Regions from separate parts of the Mus musculus genome. Here region 1 is linked to region 2. Evidence: chromatin contacts called from public HiCAR-type data. All regions are on one chromosome and are shown on one strand. Each heading gives the region's core, a stretch centred on a gene start, on an enhancer-like site or on the middle of the called end of the contact. The rest is flanking DNA. Distances are from core to core; before and after follow the strand shown. Region 1 has its middle 12 kb from the start of Dspp. Region 2 holds the start of Sparcl1 (SPARC-like 1).

The links. HiCAR-type assays count read pairs that join an accessible place to other places.
Region 1: a HiCAR-type map of astrocytes shows a contact between it and region 2, with 2.8 times the contacts expected there. The contact joins the enhancer-like site here to the promoter of Sparcl1 in region 2. A contact is called at or near these places in 1 of 39 promoter capture datasets (hippocampal neurons), 1 of 15 datasets of contacts at CTCF or cohesin (the NIH/3T3 cell line), 1 of 484 Hi-C or Micro-C datasets (forebrain) and 4 of 115 datasets of contacts at active chromatin or transcription factors (astrocytes, embryonic stem cells and heart atrium).

The regions. Positions count from the first base shown.
Region 1 is chr5:104,157,294-104,160,922 of GRCm38.p6, forward strand. No RefSeq gene overlaps it. Among named protein-coding and RNA genes, the nearest start is that of Dspp, 12 kb to the right of the region's middle. Within about 2 kb of position 1,573, at least 38 of the 459 cell types and tissues checked have an H3K27ac peak or open chromatin away from gene starts, as enhancers often do. A contact at or near this core is called in astrocytes and forebrain, where this site is marked.
Region 2 is chr5:104,112,532-104,116,094 of GRCm38.p6, forward strand. It overlaps Sparcl1 (SPARC-like 1), which reads right to left and starts at 1,557. Exons shown (of 11, transcript NM_010097.4): 1 at 846-1,557. LOC330143 (a long non-coding RNA gene) reads left to right here. Exons shown (of 3, transcript XR_003955771.1): 3 at 1-3,563.

The sequences.
Region 1 (3,629 bases), core at 323-2,822, 45 kb after region 2:
AGATGCATATACTTGACTCAGGGTGAACCCCCTTGGGGGCCATCTAGAAACCTCATTAGCATGGAGAACTCTAAGTTTCTATGCTACATGACAAGTTGTCATGGCCCTCTTAGTGGGGTGTTGTGGTCACATACTCCAGGACAGGAATCTGGTCAGGAGCTATTAAATTCCTGCTGGGGTTCTGAACATTTGCTTCTACCTTAACCAGCTCTTCTGTCTGGTGGCACGGTCCACTGCCCCACATATAACTATAGCAGATGTTCTTCAGAGTCACTTTATTGCTATGTTCCTTCATCAAAACAGACGTATTTGGTTTCTCCTAGGTTCCCTAGGCTATCTAATCTCAGGTGCTTGGTTACTTAAGCAGTTGGTGGAGTGCACCGTAAGTCAGATCAGATGTTGGTTGGTTACTCCCCAAAGCTTTGCTCTACCATTGCGCTAGCATATCCTGCAGGCAGGATGCCATTATAGATAACGGGTTTGTGTAGTGGGGTTGGCGTTTGCCTTTCTCTTGTGTAGTGTGCAGATAGAGTACTCTCGGTACCATGAGTACTAACTAGCTTGAAGGGATGAAGGCCCTAGAGAGGCATCACTTCGGCTGCTCTATGTTCCATGAGCTGTGTAACTGTTGCATTCAGCAATAGGGCCTTATCGGTTTGTGGAAAGCAGCCAACAGTTTTGGAACTAGCCTGGGTGGTTTGAGGTTTCCCATGGAACTTGATTAGATTTGATCCATTCCCTCTGCTGGGAACTTCATTTGGCGATGAGAGATGTCCAGGTGGGGCTCTGTTTCCCCTGTTAATTTCACTTAGTAAACCTCATAGGTGTATATTTTAGGAAGCGTCTTCTGTATTAGATTTCCAGATGACCTCTCAAAATGGCTGCTGGTTTTGTCTAATCCTCCCTGTAGCCTCTCTCCTATTTTATTCTTCCCCCTTCCTCCTTGTCTTATCCTCCTGTTCTAGGCCCTACCTCTAATCAATCCATAACTATATATTCTATTTCCCCTTCCTGCAGAGATCCCTCCCCCCCTCTCCATTATATTCTTTAAAATCCACTAACATTGATTTTATAGCTTATTCATGGCTTGTGACTCAGTTTGAAAAACTCCGGATGTTCTGTTCCCCTTGCTTTGCTGCTTCTGGCTCGCTGTGGAGGGAACCGTCTTTTCATTGCTGTCCAAAAGTCCTCTTCCTTGTTCTGCCAAGACCTTGCATGCCAAATTCAAGGAGACTTTGTCCTGGTTAGCTCTGCTTATTTAAATTTATAATGGCTCAAACAGAAGTCTGTGACCTGATTTCTACCGTGGTCTTAAGTCATTCAAGGTCCTCTTTCCCCATCTTTCTTCCTGACCACATCCCCAGGAGTAGGGAGATAGACCTGTTACATCGAAGCCTGTCATTTTCTGAACTGATGGGTGGTTTGCTGTCTGACAAGACTCCAAGGCCATGCCTGTAAGAGGCAAATGTAGATGAGTGATCCACTGATTTGCATTTGGCTTAGGACCTACTCTGAGTGGGTGTGTTGTGTGGGAGAAGTGGTGGAGTTGGGCTCTGTATCATTTACCCTGGCAGTGCTCCAGAGTGAGCCTGGGTGGGCTGCCATTGCTAACTCACTGGGGGATGTCATGACATTGCCATAGAGACCATCTGTGTCGCCTATCCACGGTCTTCTTTGGGTAGTGGTACATAAGTACTTCAAGTTCCTAGCCCACAGTGCTGTTACCTCTTGAGCTCAGAAATCCCATGGGTCTGTTAGTGGTGGTGGTAGCATTTGCTAGCTGTCATCACAGATTTAGTCTTTTAGGTTAATGGTATCACATGCTTTCTCTTATTGTATTCTCACAGCAGCCCAGGCAATGCTGTTGATAACATTTCACCCTGGCTGGCTTGCAGGTGTCTTTTATTTAGTATGTTCTTTATAAGGGTATGAGAATTAGAGAACAAGAGAAGAAAGGAAGTGGTAGAGATGAAATTCACAGACAGACAGACTGACAGACACACACTCATACACACACATACTTACACACACACATACTTAAACACACTCATACACACATACAACACACTCACTCATGCACTCACACACTACACAAACATAAACACTCACACATACTTACAGCCCCCACATATACACTTACACACTCATAAACATACCGCACACAATCACATACACTTACACACACCCCACACATTCACACATACTTACTTACACATTACACAAACACAGACACTCACACATACTTACACACACAGTCACATGCATACTCACACATACACCACACACACACATGCACACACTTGTACATACACCATTCACACAGTTAAACATACTCAATCATACATACACAGTCACACACACATACGTACACACTTGCACATACACTCACACACTACACAAACTCAGACACACACATACACTTACACACACTGACACACACTTACACACATAGAAACAACACTCCCCCCCCACCACCACCACCACGGGAGTTTCAGTGTCCAAGTCACAGCTGCCCTGTTTCCTTCTGTTTTGGGATTTGATTGTCTTGGTGCTGTCAACCTCTGTTGTAGCCCAAATTATGACAACTTTAAATTATAGAATCATGTCTTTGCTTTTTCCCTTTCAAAAGATGACTGAGTTTGGGCTTCAGATCTGGGCTTGTTCTGTGAAAACAGGAGGACTCGGATTCTGGATACAAAGTCTTTTATTTCTTGTTGGGTAACTGGGTCTTAAGATTAGTGCACACACAAAACACCTAGGAAGCATTTTAAAGTGAGATTTCCTGGCCATCAGGAAAAATGTATTTAATATGTCAACAGACTAGTCTTGAACTCATGACCTTCCTCTTTCAGACTCCCGAGTGTTGATATTATAGGTGCACGACACCACACCTTGCCCTGAAGTCATATTTTTTAACACATTTATATCTAGTGGTTTGAGTAAAGTAAGTCATGTTACAAAAATGCTCACCGAAGGGATTATAAGGTATATGGAAAAGTAGCCCACAGACGCAATGTTCATACTCAGGAGACTGGAGCAGGAGGATCATGGATGACAGCAGCCCGATATGTATTGATTTCTGTTCCAGCCTGGGATACATAATGGAAACTCTGTCTTAAGAAGGAAAGGCAACAGTGTAATAAATAACCTTAGGTGATGAATCGAACAGGGTTAGAAAGGGATGGCCACAGTGATGATGCAATCAAGATAGAAGTTCTTTGCTTTTGTGTGCTGATGAACATATAGGCTTGGAGCCTTTTGGGAGGACATGTTCTCTTACTTGAGGGCTCCCTGAGGTTTCTTTACTTCCTCTGGTGTGGGGTTGACATGTGACTAGGTTCAGATCAATGGGATGTAACAAAAGCCCTTCTAGAATGATTGCAAGAGTTCTTACTACAGTGTTTCATGAGACGTGTCTTCCTCTCTCTTTCTTCTAGACAGATGAAGCCAGGAGGCGGTGAAGCTCGAAGATTGTGAAACCAAGTGAAGATAGCCTGGGGGTTTGAACCACTGCCTAGAGAAGAGCAACTTGGCTTGCACTGAATTGTAACATGAGCAACAATCAGTCCCCTTATGCTAAGCCACTGAAAACTGAGGAGTTATTTATTTTGGTTACAAAGTTTATCCTA
Region 2 (3,563 bases), core at 307-2,806:
TTCTGTGTGGCTGGAGTCTGCCCCAGAGGAGTCTGCAATGTCAAGGTGGCACATTTAACCTCTTTGCAGACAAAAAGCACTGCAGATGAGACTATACTGCAGGACTTCTCTCGGGTACTTTTTCAACTGTATTGATTGGCAGCTGCAAGCAGGGTTATAGTTTTCTACTGCAGGGTGATCTTGTTCCTGAAGGAATGAGCGAGAAAGGCTCGCAGGAAGTGCTGTATTGGGGAAGGTGCAGATGGGAGGACCTTCTCAAAGACAGCACAGTTGTTAGCCCTGACTTCTCCTTTAGCATTGTGTTTTTCTAGAGAGGATGTAATGAGGAACCGGGCATATTCCCTGTCCCCTTGTCACCTCTTAACAAATGATAGGTAGCAGGAGGAGAGAGATCTGTGAAAACTGTGAGGGAAAGGATAATATGAAAGTAACCGAAGAAGAATGTACTGTTAGAGATATTTCCTAACTGAAAAACAAACAAACAAACAAACAAAGCATTCTACTTCTACACAGCTGTCAGGCCCATGACAGTGACAGATACAGTTAGGTAATTTAAACATGGCAAACACACATTTTTTAAAATTTTGAAATCTATACTTCTGGTTTGGCCATTACGAAAACTATGGTTTATTAGTGCTCGACATTTAATTTTGTAGGAGGAAAAGAGACATGGCCACACAAAGTAAAATTCTCCTTTTTCCTTCATATAAATCACTCCAAATGGGATTATAAAAATAAACACATGGCTTTGAATTATTTAAGCAGAATCATCAAGCAGTCTTTTTAGATCAGGGAAGTCAGTTTAACGCATGCAGTTGGGCAATATAAGCAAATTTAACATTTACCTGCGGAGAGGTGGCTGGATCCAGAGCCTTGGTAGCTTGAAGCCGAAGTTGAGTCCCCTCCTTGCACACAGCCAGGAGGTAAAAGTTTGACAAATGCCCAAGAGGAGCTAGCTCTTCCACCCCCCTCCCTCGTCAGCTTGGCTGCTTTGCCTAGAAGCACATTCACGTTTATTGGAGTTGAAATTCTGCTGCTCTGTCAGCCAGTCAGGGTCTGAAGTGACAGATGAGAATTTGGAGGTTGGCACCACAGGGTGTTTCAGGCTGTCATGGTTTCTGTTGCAGATTCCTGGATCTCGCTCCCTCCGTGCTGCTGAGCTTTGCAGCAGAGCAGACCCAGAGGGAGAGAGCTAATTCTGCAGCATGCATGGAGTGAACGGCCCTCCCCTAGCCTCTCCTCCTCATAGGCTCCTAACTTGGCCAGAGTGTAAGCATTTGGCTCTTCATGCAATTTTTTTTTTTCAAACAACTCTGAGAGATCGTATGATTGGGATCCCTTGGGGCTTGTGACTCTGAGACACTGCAGAGAGGCTTCACACTCTTGTTTATTCCTAGGGCGACTGCAAAGCCAGGGTGAAAGGACAGAAGGATCACTGCAGCAGATGCGTTTTTATATTGCTCGATTGGAAGCTGTCCTCATGACCGCAGTCTGAACGTTAACAGAGAACCGTTCCGGCTGCTTTAACCGTCCTACTCGTAAGCAGCTCTGGAAAATGAAGTTGCTGCTCTTTAGAGCATGCTGATTTAGAGAAGCTGTGATTCATAGCCTGCTCTTGCCCAGCCCAGTCAGTCATCCTCTGTAAGCCTATGATGGCACCGGGCTGTACAAGAAGAGGTCTTCCTGTGTGCTTATTTCTGACTTTGCACTGTGGCATTCATCTATCAAGGCATGTAAATATTTATTTATTTATTTATTTATTTATTTATTTATTTACCTGGCCCCGAGCTAATCTGGAACCCACAGAGATCCGTCTGCCTCTGCCTCCTGGGTACTAAGTTTAGAGGAGCAGCAGTAGGCCTGGCTCTGCTTCTGTATATGTATGTGTGTAATCATTTCAATGGTTGTGTCTGTATTTATTGCACATTTATCGTGTGTCGGACCCTGCGCTAACAGCTTTCAATGCATCGTGTTCGTGGAGTCTGACAAGTCTTTGGAGGTTTTACTACGTTCCCATTTTAAAGATAGTACAGAGTAATGTTAACTGTACAGGATTTAAGGACAGGCAGCTTGGATTTTCTTCTTGACTTTCCCACACCCTAACTGTACACCCAGGAGCTAGTAATAACCTCTCTCAGCATCTGCTTTCTTATTTATAAAATGAGGCTACAGATATAGGAGGAGTGATTATAAGGTCTATCACAGGCAATTGTTCTGAGTTTCAATAATTTGATGCAAACCAACTGCATAAAACTCCTGCCATGTAGTAGACACTCAACAAATGTTAACTATTTTGGTTTATGTCAGACGACAGCAACGTTCGCTTTCTCCCGGGTCTCTAACTGTAATAGCAAGGTGGTACTCTCCTTGCCTCCCGCCTGTGTTAGCCAACTGAGCAGGCATTTCGCTGAGGAAGAGATACTGCCCCCCCACCCCCTTCTCCAGGTGACTAGCCCAAATGCTTCTGATACTATACACTCTCCACTAACACTGGATGAGAAGTTGTTATTTAACGTAATTTAGGCTCTCTGAGTGTGTGACAAAGTCAACAGGCAACCAGACTGATAAAAGCAAAAGCCAAGTGAAGCAAATAAAAACCCTGAGCTATACAAGTTTGCAGACGTGCCTCAGCCGGTTCGCTCTACGGACCCCAGAACATTCGTCGCACTGATTTTCAGAATGAGAAAGGTAACAGAACTTATCTCTGTCGTGCAGCAGGGAAGTCTGGGAGCAGAGGAAGCCGGGCAGTGAGCCAGAGCCCTTCCAGCTGGGAAGGGCGCACGTGTCTGGGATCAGGATTATAGAAAGGGCCGAGGATGTGACGTCTTGAAGCCTCAGACAATGGGATGTTTTTTCCTCAGCTCAGGTTTGGAGTGTGAGCAGCTCCTCTGAGGAAGGGACAAGGGTTTGTTTCTTCCAGGGCCTCTGCACACATCTGCACGCTTCTCTCTGGTCTTAGCAGCATAGAGGATGCTGGCGCCATTCTGCGATGGTGTCCCGAGGGATCATGGAGCAGCGAGACCAGCCAGGCCATATAGAAAATGATTTGACTTTTTTGGTTAAAGAATTTTCTCAAAGACTTCGAACATTAACTTATTTTAACTAGCATTCTCCATTTATTTGAGACGGCTTTATGAGTTTGATTCCACGTAATGAGATTAATTCCATGAGAACAAAGAGAAAGATTTAGTTGGAGAGTGCTTAAAAAACCCAAAACATCTTGACCCAACTCAAAATTTTTTTTCTAATACTGAATTTGACATATTTGTTGGAATGCTGAAAACAAAGTTCCTTGCAGACAGATTGTTCACGGAAAACTGGAATTAAGGCCTAAATGTAATTTATGTCTGATGAGAGCAGGTCTCATTTCTAAGATTGGGGATTTTCACTCAGTTGTATGACTAGAGAGATCTCCTGTTCAGGGATGAGAACTTTAGGGTACTGTAATATATAATGACAAACTCACACACAGGATGTAAGAGAATACTGACTAAAACAGACAAAGGCGTGTTGACTTAATGGTGTTGTTAAGCACGGTTTTATTTTGGGAATGTTCCCTGGCA